Regions from separate parts of the Gossypium hirsutum genome. Here region 2 is linked to region 1. Evidence: chromatin contacts called from public Hi-C data. All regions are on one chromosome and are shown on one strand. The core of a region is the stretch at or near the end of the contact, and the rest is flanking DNA. Distances in the headings are between cores, read along the strand shown.

Region 1 (6,470 bases), core at 2,005-4,504:
AAGCCTGCTTAAACCTAAATCCAGTGTGAAGGTATCGTAGTAATTTTTTTTTTTTTACTTTTCATTTAGGTATTTTTAATTTTTGTTTTACTTGAAAAACCCCAAACCCCAGCCCCCCAACCCATGCCTAAAGCCCACAAAACCCACACCCATGATTCAGTCTCCAAACCCATATACCCAGGCAGAAAAGCCCAAAAACTACCACGCCGCAAGACCCAACAAAATCCCAACCCCCAACAGTATTCTGCTAAGCAGAAATTACAAAACAAATAGACCATAACACAACCATCTTAAACAGAGGCAAACAAGCAATCCGAAAATATATAACATATACTAGACAATAAACAAACAAAAACAAGAACCAGACTGAGACCTGAAACTAAAATCCACTGAAATACAAGTAAAGAAGCATAGATCTGAAACTAAAAACAGAGATGAAAAGGCAAATGACAAAGTTGAAGTAAAGATTCATACCTGAAATCAGTCTCCTATGAAGCAGGGGATTTCAAAAATCACAAAGAACAGTTTAAGAATTTTAAATTATAATAAAAATAAAATCAGTTTCCCTTTATTGTTTACTGGTCATTTGGAGAGCTATATTAATGTACAGTTGGGTTTCATTTATAGTCATTTTAATGAAAAAAAACAATAAACAAAAATAACCTTATCTCTTTTATTTTTTAAAACAACTTTCAAAACTTCTTTTTATGTTTTACTTTCTCCCTTTTTTTATTTACTTTATCCTTACCCCATTCAACTAAAAGGGACTTCAACGACTACTTTCAAACTAGTTTTTCCTTCACTTGATGGATTTGACTTTCCCAACTTATTACTAACACACTCAATGAGGGGAATACACACGACCAAATAAACATTAACAGTCATGCACACAAGAAACAATAATCAAATAAAACAACACACATCAATGTTATTCCAAACAAAATCATGAGATTGTAGAGAGATACCTTGCGTCGATATGAATGGCCAAGTCAATCAAAGGACAGATTGAAGCCCCCCTTCAAACACTGTCGACATCCTCAAAAGAGAAACCTTCTTTTGCTACATTATTAACAATATCAAAGCAAAAGATGAGTACATTGGATTTTTTAAAAAATAAGCCACTATTACTAGTCAAATATGATAAAAGAAAACTCTCACTAGGGGTGAGCATTCGACCGAATTGAATCGAATGGAAAATTTTCGAGTTAATCAAGTTTTCAAATCCTATTTTATCATCCTAACTTGATTTGAAATTTTTACGAATCGAGTCAAGTGAGATGTTATTCAAATTGAATTGAATACAATTGTTCGAGTTAAATTAAAACAATGACTGATGTTATTTATTTTTATGTAATTTTTTAAAAAATATTTTTATTTAAAGTTTTTAAACATGATTATATGACGACTAGGAATTGGATCACTTGTCTACATGTTAAAAAGAACAAATTAACTAAAGACAGAGTCAAAAAGGACAAATTAAACCCTTATTTTACCAAAAAAAAAAGTCTGCATAGAAAAAAAATTCATTGTTAAAAACTCCATTATTCAGACCCCTAGAAAAAAAGAAAAGGATACAAGTCCATTTGATAAATGAAAAAATTACATATAAAGGAATGTAACAAAATAAAAAAATCATCACAGCACACAATTCTTCATGTCTAATAATTACTACATTATAGCAATAGATCTTACTTAGATTGAAGAAGCTTTATCAAACTACATAGTACAGACCATATATCTTAAATATTCAACATCAAGCAAGGAAATTACAAATTAGGCAAGGAGAACCCAATAATCTATGGAGATAGAAATATTCTAAAGCAGCAGATCAGGGTTCATTAACAATCTGACTTATCAAAGTTATCGTGCATAGAGACTTTTAATGATACTTGATCATGCACAAGCACATGCATGTAAATAAAAAAGGAATAAAACAATCTATGGTTTATTGAGATTACTGAAATCAAAGTTCATAAATGGTCAATCTTTATTTCAAATGATACTTGGTCAAGCACAAGCACAAGCACATGCATGCAAATAAAAACGGAATAAAAAAGGAACTCACTCTTGATGTTTACTTGTATAGAGACATATCAAAATTTGCAAAAGTATTGACAGATTAAACCATCTCGAGAAAAATCTTGAATATTCAAGCTTTTAATTGTGTATTTTTAGCATTTTCGCATCCCACCTGAGTATAGGGAAAACCAGTTTACTGAGTTTCTATTGACAAAATCTATGTTTCAGAAACTAAAATAATGTACCATGCAAAAGATGTATGCCTTGGTATTATTAGCCTTTTTGCTCAGAAAATTAATAATTTTTTTAATTCATGGAAATATCTACAAGTTAGAAAGAACAAATTAACTAAAGACAGAGTAAAAAAGAACAAATCAAGCCCTTCGGCCCCTGCCTGCATATTTCAATTTAATATTGAATTCGATTCCACTCGAAAAATTCGAAAAAAAATCGAATTTCAAATTATTTGAATTGAGTTAATAGAATCAACTCGATTTTTAATCCGAAACAGTCATATAAAAGCTAAATCATGCAATTTATCTTTAAGTACACATTTTAAATCGTTCAAGTTTTTTACTGGTTTAATAATATATTAGATCATATCCAATTAAGCAGGCTCTTACCGAAGAAAGTTGGTGATCCGATCAAGAGAGTAAAATGATCAGCTTCTAGTTTTGTTCGTTGAGTAATATCGTCGAGCACTTGGTGACCTGAAAAAAACGAACTGGAGAAAAAGAACTTAACAGAAAGGGCCTTGAATCCAAAATCAAATCGAATCGAAGGTTTTGAAAAAGGAGAAATAGAGGGGCGACTTAAAAGGGTTGACAGTTGGAGACAACCCTTGACGACATTTTGATGGCGATGAAAGCTCACGGCGGCTAGGGTTTCAAAACAAAAGAGAAGGCTCCTTCTCTTGGTTAGCTTTGCAGAAGGTTCAGTTTGACAGAGAAGTGAAAGATTTTGTTCATTTTTATTTACTTCACATTATGTTTTACCATAATATAAATAACTAAAATATAATCTAAATTAAACAAAAATAATTATTTTTAAATTTACCCTTTAATTTATCTTCATTTAAGTGAATAAAACGATAGAAAGGGAAAAGACCAAGATTTTAGAAGGTTCAGGAGCGGCCGAAATCTTGTAGTTTCTAATCAACGCGGTTCCAGTATGTGGGTATTATTTTCTTACTTTAACTTCATTGCCTTCATTTTTCTTTTTGGTAGATAAAAATTGAAAACAATTACAATATTATTCCAGTGTAAATATAAATAAACCGATCATCTAGCTGTAAATATTCCATGATCGCTTTTGGAGTTCCTAAACATTATCGGATCATAAAGGAAAATTTTTATCATTCCAGCCAACATATGTATAGTTATATTAACTTCCCTTGGAAATTGTTTTATTAATTTGTTTTTGTTAATGTTCTTGCCATTAATATTATCACCATTAATGTCTATCATTATTATTATTATTTTTGTGATTGGTAACTGTCCAACTTAATTTAAAAAATAAGCTTAAAATTTTATCTAAATCTAGCCTAAATTAAAAATGCTAAATTCGAATCTGACTTGGCATGTTCATATTAAATTTTTTAAATTATTTTTATATAAAAAATTTAAAATATATAATATATCAATAAATTATAGTTTAAAAAACATGTCAAATTCCGGGATAACATAATATGGTAATCAACACATCAGTATAATTTCTTCTAGATGTTATCGACATGTACCCAATGATCACATCAGTCTACTACATTAATTCATCTAAAAAGTGTTAAAACTTAGGTCATCGGGCTGGATCAAATTTGGGCTAGATCCATACAATGTATTTAGATCAATTTTTTAATTCAAGTCTAATCGGTCTAGAAAATGGGCTTACATTTTTATCCAAATCCGATTTGATTTAAAAAAGGTAAACTCGAACCGATCCGGCTTGCTCATATTTGATTATTTTAGATTAGTTTTTATTTAAAAATATTTTTTAAAATATATATAATATACTAAATGCACTAAAAATGCTAAAATAAATGTTTTGTAACTCATTAAAAAATATTTATATTTTAAAAATATTAACATAAATATAATAAATGTTTTATTGTATTAAAATTAGGATTAACAATACTCATCATGTATCTAAATCTCAGTTCTTGAACTATTCTAAATGAATGCTTGCCACACACAAGAAAAGTAGAAATAACTTGATGACACTCATCAGCATCAGCATCAAACTTATAGGTTTTTATAGATGAACCACCTCCTAAAGATGGTTGAGTGGCTATGGTGTATTGAATGAATGATGTCCTTATTAATTTTTTTCAAACAACTATTTAGATGACGTCTTAAATGAGAGGTTTCGCTAAAAAATTTAGAAAAAAAAATGATGTTGGAAAAATTGCATTTTATGGGAACTTTGAGGCATATTCTCAATAGGTAAAGGTGGAGAGTTGAATCATAAAATTATGGTTTCATATTTTACTCCATGAGACCTTTACAACGATACATCATATGCTCAAAATGGTTGAGTGGTGAATGAGAAATTAATGTTCAAAGTAAGCTATTTGGAAATATTTGTTGAAGAAAAGTAAAGGCTTGATCTCACATTAGTTAAATATCAAGTATGAGATGTGTTTATATATGGGAACCCTCTTAAAGGATGATTGAATGATTAAGCTTATAACCTTGCCTCGCACGTAAGGGGGTTGCAAGTCCAAACTAGTGGGGGTTGGAGTGCACCCACATGACGTGGGCGACTCGAAATGTTCGAACTAGCCTAAAGTGGGCCTACGGATATTTAGCCCAACACAAAATTATTTTTCTTAAGGACATTTATCTTATTTTTTTAATTCCAATCAATTTTATTTAATTTTTTAATCAAATTGATTTATTGGCTCCTTAATGGCAGATTTTGTGGAAATTTCCAAAATTCCAACATTCTCAATGCCTATAAAAGGCTAAGAATTCTGTAGAATTTTACACACTCTCAAATTCTCTCACACCGAAATTTTTTTCTCTAAAAAACTCTTCTTTTCTTCTTCGTATTTTTCAAACGTTTCGATGATAGAAAAAGACATCGTTTGTTCGTTGATCGCTGCAAAGGTGCTGCTGCTTTGATCATTGTATTGTTGTATCCTGGGAGACATTCGACCAACGTTTCTCCAAGTACCGTGGGGGCGATCGAATCTGTCTTAAGAAAATTGTGTTTCATAGGTTTCAACGTTTAGTAATATATCTATTCTTCATTTTTATTTTAATTTTTGTTACAGTTTTGATTGATTTTCGTATTTGATAAATTAAATATAAATTATTCCATTTATATTTATTTTATATATAAATATTTATTTATTTATTTTGTTCGCTAACATATTTTGTCCAACAAAAGATACTCTTACAATGATTACATTGTGCCTTCAACTTGTTTTTGTTCTCACATTCAAGCTTTGTCATTTCATCCCACACCTTTGAAGTAGTAGACTTTTGACATTTGAAAACACTTTCATATTCATTAAATACATCTTCCATATGTATTGGAGTGTTCGAACTAACCATTCTCATGAAAATTGAAATCCTGAAATCGTAAAAACTCAATTAATATAAAACAAATAGAATCAATTTTTAAATACATATATGATTAACTATGGTAGCATGATTTGAAACCTTGCTAAAGTACAAGAACTGATAGTGAATTTTGATCATTCATTTTCGTAGCCATACATATTTAACATCCCAAATTTAAATACAAAATAATATAAACACCATCAAGTGATTAGCAAAATAATAATAACTCATCAATTTGTAAGCAATGACCATTAATAAAGCATCAACTCAATTTATCTCTATTTGTTCATACTTTTTATGTAAAGGAAAATAAAAAGAAGATGTTAATGAGTTAGATAACCTGATTTAGATTCAAGCAATAGAATTAGATAACTTGATTTAGATAAACACATATTTCATCCCTTTGGATAGCCTCTAAAATTTTGAATAAAGACAAAAAAAAATCTCTATTATGTATTGCATTATGTACAATATTCTTGTTCTTACGGTAAAGAATAATTGTTGGTAGTGCAATACATACAATAATTCTCTATGAAAAAAATTCTATAAAACCAAGAAAAATGAGATCATTTTATATTCCATAGTAAAGATTATTGGCAGTGAAAGTGTGTCAGGTAGTAAATTATCGTATGCATTATCATAATAAGTAGTTTTTTTAGTAACTACTAACTAGTTTCTATTACAATGTGCGATGAGACTGAAAGTTGAATGTTGGAGACAAATGAGTAGCGATGCTTGAGGACTCTGAGCGTGGTGGGGTGTTGTCTTTGTGAATGAGTGACTGGGTGAATGGGGGAACTAAGGTTGGTGAAAGTGTGTCAGGTGGTAAAATTATTGTATGCATTATCATAATAAGTAGTTTTTTTAGTAACTACTAACTAGTTGTTA
Region 2 (6,470 bases), core at 1,823-4,322, 560 kb after region 1:
ATTTGCTCAGGACAGCCGCAGTAACGTGATTTTAGAAAATCACTATAAATGTTTGGTGTGGAATTATAGGCTGAATAAAATATACAATCAAAGCTTAATTAGTCTAGTTTCTTATAAAAGAGACCGTGTAAGCAAAGGAATTTCCTATAAAGAGATATTTAAAGTTGTGTGAGACGGTGTCAGAATGACTCCGAAATCCCCTGTTCTGTTTTAAGAAAATCACTATAATTTGTACAAAAATGGTTACAAGATAAAATTTATATGCTTAGACTCCTTAATGAGTCTAGTTTCAAATGAAATCAAATAGAACATACTTTGAATTCTGTACAATGAGAATTTTGATTCGTAGTGAAGACTGGTCAGATTAGTCAAACAGTGAAACAGGGGAAACTTTAAGAAAAATCTGGTATTGATTGGCCAAACCTAAAATTCTGAAAATTTTATGGATGAAAGATATGCGAGTCTATATTCAGGGAAAATTAACGGCAAGTGATTTGGAGTCTTGTAGCTCCGGTTATAAATAATTTAGTGACCATTGCTCAGGAAAATAGCTCGTAGTGAATATGTGATTTTGTTGTAAACATGGATAAAACTTGTTTTAGTTGCTCATAAGCTATTGATTAAACCCATACTTGAATTCTAAATCGTGATATTGTAAGTTTATGAGTATTCGAATATGAAATGATAGTATGGCGTAAAATTGAATTATTCATTGGAAAGTGATGGATGTAGATTCGGCCAAGACCAAGTCTGTACATGATAGTATATGTGGTATGTGAAGTATATTTGAATAAATGTGAAAGTGTATATATGTGATAAGACCTAATGGCCGATGTGATGAATGTGAAAGTGTATATATGTGATAAGGCCGAATGGCCAATGTGATGAATGTGAAAGTGTATATATATGTGATAAGGCCTAATGGCCGATGTGATGAATGTGAAAGTGTATATATGTGATAAGGCCTAATAGCCGATGTGATGAATGTGAAAGTGTATATATGTGATAAGGCCTAATGGCCGATGTGATGAATGTGAAAGTGTATATATGTGATAAGGCCTAATAGCCGATGGGATGAATGTGAAAGTGTATATATGTGATAAGGCCTAATGGCCGATGTGATGAATGTGAAAGTGTATATATGTGATAAGGCCTAATAGCCGATGCGATGAATGTGAAAGTGTATATATGTGATAAGGCCTAATGGCCGATGTGATGAATGTGAAAGTGTATATATGTGATAGGGCCGAGTGGCCAACGTGATGGATGTGAAAGTGTATAAATGTGATAAGTCCCGAAGGGCATTTATGTCAGTACTATATCCGGGTTAAAACCCCGCAGGCTTTATGCGAGAATATTATCACTGATTAATGTCCGTAGGCTTCGTGCTCGTACTATATCCGAGCTCTAAAGACCCGATGACTACGTGTGGAGATTTTGTCCAGGTAAGCCCCGAACTAAAGGTTTTGCTGAAGATTCAAGTAAAGCGTAAGATTATATAACTTCACAGTAACAATTGGTAATAAATACGTTCAACGCGTTAAGTTGGTCAGGTATGTATTTTGAGATTATATTTAAGTTTGATTTAGACTAAATCAAGAGGTCGTTATGTGATGCACATGTGAGTAAAGCAATAAGACTGTTCTATGATTATTGTGCATTTGGTCAATGTGGAAAGTCAAAAAAATATATATGTAATGTACCTATGATCATAAGAGGTCACTATCAAGTGAGAATTTATCTGCCTATTATATATGATGAGATGTGCATATTCGGTAAAGGGATGGTATGCCCGAAGGAAGAGTGAAATAAAAATACGAACAACTATGTTATAATTTGATTGTTATCTGTTGACACTGCTTAAAACTTACTAAGCATTATAATGCTTACTCCGTGTACTTTGTTTCCTCTGTTTTATAGATCTCATTTGGAAGCTACAGGTTCCGGGATCATCAGCAACTAGTCACACTATCACTATCCACTGTTTGGTACTGCTACGTTTTGGATTATCTTATGGCATGTATAGAATAGACTAGTAGTGAGAGGATATTTTGGTTAATGTATATAAGCTATGCGAAAATGGCATCTTTTGAATGTGTACTTATAGAAGTTTAAATTGTATCCCTAACTGTCTTTAGTACTTATCTAAAGGAATGTTCAAAAAAAAATAAAAAATTTACTGTTCTGATATGAGTTTCAAGACTGGTAATGCCCCTTTATCTATTCCGGCGACGGATACGGGATTGGGGTGTTACAATTAATGTGCATGTATAAGTTTTTTAGCTAATGTTTGGTTTGTCACTTTTTGCTGTGGCGATATGAAGCATGTGCATGATCATAAACATAGTCCAGCTTGGAGGATTTTTCATTTTCTGCTTAATATAATAGTTACTTCATTCATATGAAATCTTTATCTGTTTTCGCTGTGTAAAAATTCACTATTTTAACTCTTCTTTCTCCGTTTTTGAACTGCTTCATGTTACATAATTGTTGCCTGTTTAAAATTGGTTTTGATGTATATATATTAGTGTTGAACTGTGGGGTGGGTGGGTTTTTATATCATATTTTAAAGAGAAATAATTCATTTACTAAGTAATTTAATTTTTAATTTTTAAATAGAAGAGGTAAGTTAAAAAAAAATTATAAATTTGCTTAAACAAGATAAAAGAGGCAAGTTAATAATTTTTTTAAGTTTATAGTGTATTTGATATACTATATTTTTTTAAATTTATTTTGTGTAATAAAATATTTTTTTTAAAAAAAATAAGTCGAGTGAAGTTTAATTTGGGTTTAACATATATAATTTAAACTAAATTTAAAAATAAATTTATGTCATTTTTGAGTTAGACTGAGCCTATCAATCAGGCTTAACATTTTGGTCGGGCCTAACTCAGCCCATAAATGGATCTAATTGATGTTGATTCTTTTCTCTAGTACTTTCTCTAGTTTCTCCTCCAAAAATATATAGTAATTGAATAAATTTTTTTTCAAACTTCTAGCCCGATCCGATGACAAAGTAACTGGCCCAAGGAATCTAAATAAACACTTCTCTATGGAAAGAGGTTCGGCCCATATCTTGTCTTTAGATGCAACAAAAAGATCGAAAGAGTTCTGTTCTGTTGTGGGGTTCCTGAGTTTTGTGTTCGTTCGGAGAAATCAGATTGTGAGGAAAAAAGGAAAGAAAAGAGGTTTTGGGAGATTGGAAGAATGGGGACAAGAGAAGTATATGAGGAAAAGCTAAGGAATGGAAATCTGCACCACGATCCAACCATCAACCCTGGCTTAGGTTCCGCTCGTTGTCCTCGTTGCCTTTCTCTCTTACACCCTGATTCCGTAATCCCTTCATCTCTATTCTTCTTTTTTCTTTTTTTCTCAAGGTTTTAACTATTGAATTTTGTTTTTCTTTTATTAATTTGTAATTCTTTTGCAGGACAAAGCTGAATGGACAATTACTTCAGTTTTGGAGGATGCCACTGCAGTGGTCCGTTTCTTTTCTCCCTCTTTTGTTTTACTTGTTGGAAGAAACATAAATAATAACCCCCCAATGCTCTAATTTGTAGTTTAGGGCTACTTGCATGGTATAATTGGCCCTTTTGCTTACTAGAAGTTTCATGGTTTTTTTTATCTTCATCCTGGAAAGCTGTAAACTTTTAGATGAGTTTTCAAAACTATTATATCCTAGCTTAGACTAGTTACCAAGTTTTACCATGATTAACCTTTTATGTCTATTAGGAATATACAGTTTTACTGGCCTCAAATATATATATTCAATCTGGAGATTTCGTGTTTAAATCTTGAGGAGACAGATTTTGGGATTTGTGGGATGTGAGACTGCTACCTCCTCAAGGTGGAGCTCCAATGGTTTATTTTTCTTGGTAACAGAGAAAGAAAAAAAAGACAACTTTAGAATATGAATATATGTTTGTTGGATATATACATATAGTTGACACCCATTCCAATCCTTGTAACATAGGGTTTCTACTGTCAATGCAAGTAGAAACATGCCTTTTGAAGTTTGAAAAAAAAATTGTTTGCGTAACTGAATCATTAGATGCTATCTTCTGATATCATTATCAAATCAATGTATGTGATTTTGATATGTTCGAACACTTAAATAATGTTATTTGTACTGTTAAAGTATGTGCAGTAATTGAGAATTGTAGCACTAGCTCTTTTCAAGTTGTATGTTTCTCAGAGATAGTAAAAAACTACGGTTACTTTTAGTCTAGTCTATTAAGCTGCTTCTTGCTCTAATTCAGTGTGGAATCATTTGGCATTTAGATTCTTATGCCTTTCAAGAACAGCTCAGAGTATGGCAAGATCACCAAATTGAAATCTTGTCCAAAAAATTCACGTTTTGAATGAGATAGTATGGATCACAATCCTAAAGTTACCATAATTTTAAGTTAATGTGCCGAAAGATTGTTGATTATTACAACATTTGTTGCATTTTCTGTTTCAAATAGGCTGGCTCTGGTATCGGGGGAATGCTTAGTGCAGTACATGGCTTTAATACTGGTATTATTGGACTCCGTTTGTCTTCACTGACTTTTACTTTTGTGTGCACATCTCTTACGGTTTTTTATTTTCAGGGATCCCTTTCCTTCAGAATCACATCAAGGGACCTAAGTGGCTCCCTTTTGTAACTGGGGTATGCCATTTCTTTGTTCTAAATTGCATTTCCAATCCTTTCAATCTGCGACAAATCTCAAACATATTTTCCCCTTTTCATGGCTGGTAGAGAACTTTTATTTTTATCTTCTTAAAGCTCACTTAATTTAATTCTATGATCTTTTTTGACAGATTCCTCTGCTGTTAATGTTTTCTGGCGCCAGTGCAGCTTTTGGAGGTATAAGTTTGCTCTTTCACTCTAGTCGTAAAGTAGCTTATGTAGTTCTCAGTTTGGAAATAAAGCATGATCACATTTGTGCAAATTTTATCCTTCATTGAGCTGAATCTATTTGCTGCAGCTTTTAGTGGAAAGTGATGTGAGATATTTACAATGTACATCATAATCTTTATGAAGTCCTCTAAATAAATGATGGTCCTATTGTTGAATGTTGAGTACTTCTAAAATTATATAGTATGTTCAGTTTGCATTGCTGCAATATCAGCAGCAGGTAATGTGACAGTTTAATGGTGCAGCACCGTCAAATTGTTCCTATTTGCATACACATGTTTTTGCCATCCGCTCCAAGTAGGAAAGAACAGCAGCAAATATTATAACAGATAAACCCATTAATATGGTTTAGAAAATATTACAATAAGTCTTTATCATAACTATTATTAATAAAAAGATAATTTTATTCCTTTGTCAAAAAATAAGTGGTAACCATTTAAGTATACTGGTATTCTCCCTTTTGAATTGCTCTGCTATTTGCATCCCCTTTTAACCTACACACTTACCTTGCATGTTATGGCCTTGAGTAGAGTGTGCAATGTTTGGCAAGTAATTTAGTTTTGTCTATGAGTTCCGTATGTCATTGGATTAATTATTTAGTAGAAAAAGCTAAATAAGTTGTGGGCTGCTATTGTCTATCAAAGCATTTAGCGGTTGGTTTCTTGCAGTTGTTACTCGTGTCTTAAGTCCATCTCCTCAAACCTTTCTTGCCTTATCCTATATTGACCTTTAAGATCTTTAGAAGTTGCATGCATTTGTTTTTCTTGTGAAATTTGAGAGTATTAGGCACCTTGGCTTCATTTTCATGTCTTGTGGTTATGGTGCTTTTCTTCTGTAGCGATTTGATTGTACTGCCTTTCTTACTCTAAAAAAAAAGGGGGGGGATTTAATTTGACTGCATTTACAAGTGAATTTTAGTCGAATGACTATTCTTGAGTAGCAGCAATCTAGAGAACTAGAATGTATTGTTAATGATTTTCCACTTTCTTGTGTTTGTGTGATGTGTATAGACTATAATTTGCAATTGATACGAGTTTGTAGGTTATGCACTTCCAAAGTTTGCTCAGCTCACTGTCACTTCCTATTATGCTGCCTCTAGTGCCTCGCATTATGGAATTTCACTCCTCACGCGACACATTGAAGATGCATATGCTACTCAACAAGAAAGGCTAAGATGAATCCTTAATCATGCATTTACTCAAGATTCTACTTTCATCAGTTCTGAAATAGCAATATGATGCCTATGTGTATAGAACTTTTGGATGAATCTGCTTTTTCCTTTTTAATTAATTTCTTTTTGATTTTTACATTTGTGTTCTTCTAAAATTAATATATAATATAGTAATATTCATACATTGATGTATTTCTGAGGAATTTACTAGAAGTTTTTGCTAATCATATTTAAAGGTAAGATCACAACTTACTCACCACTGAATGGTAATTGGATGTGTTACCTGATTTGTTTGAGGTTACATTAAGTGTCAACACCAATATCTAAGTTTCATTATAATTTCATATCCAAATACGTGTTAGGTGTTTATAGATATCTCTAGTGATTACGTACAAGTTA

The links. Hi-C and Micro-C count contacts between places; a contact is called where the count stands out from the background.
Region 2: a Hi-C map of leaf shows a contact between it and region 1, with 3 times the contacts expected there. The contact joins the promoter of LOC121203633 here to the promoter of LOC107948228 in region 1. A contact is called at or near these places in 10 of 34 Hi-C or Micro-C datasets (callus, hypocotyl and leaf).

Annotation. Positions count from the first base shown.
Region 1 is chrA04:21,691,086-21,697,555 of Gossypium_hirsutum_v2.1, forward strand. LOC107948228 (54S ribosomal protein L17, mitochondrial) reads right to left here and starts at 3,255. Exons shown (of 9, transcript XM_041111035.1): 1 at 3,076-3,255; 2 at 2,643-2,743; 3 at 966-1,059; 4 at 1-4.
Region 2 is chrA04:22,255,842-22,262,311 of Gossypium_hirsutum_v2.1, forward strand. LOC121203633 reads left to right here and starts at 3,073. Exons shown (of 6, transcript XM_041111364.1): 1 at 3,073-3,333; 2 at 3,431-3,481; 3 at 4,467-4,518; 4 at 4,593-4,651; 5 at 4,804-4,849; 6 at 6,000-6,253. The coding sequence starts at 3,208. The coding sequence ends at 6,073.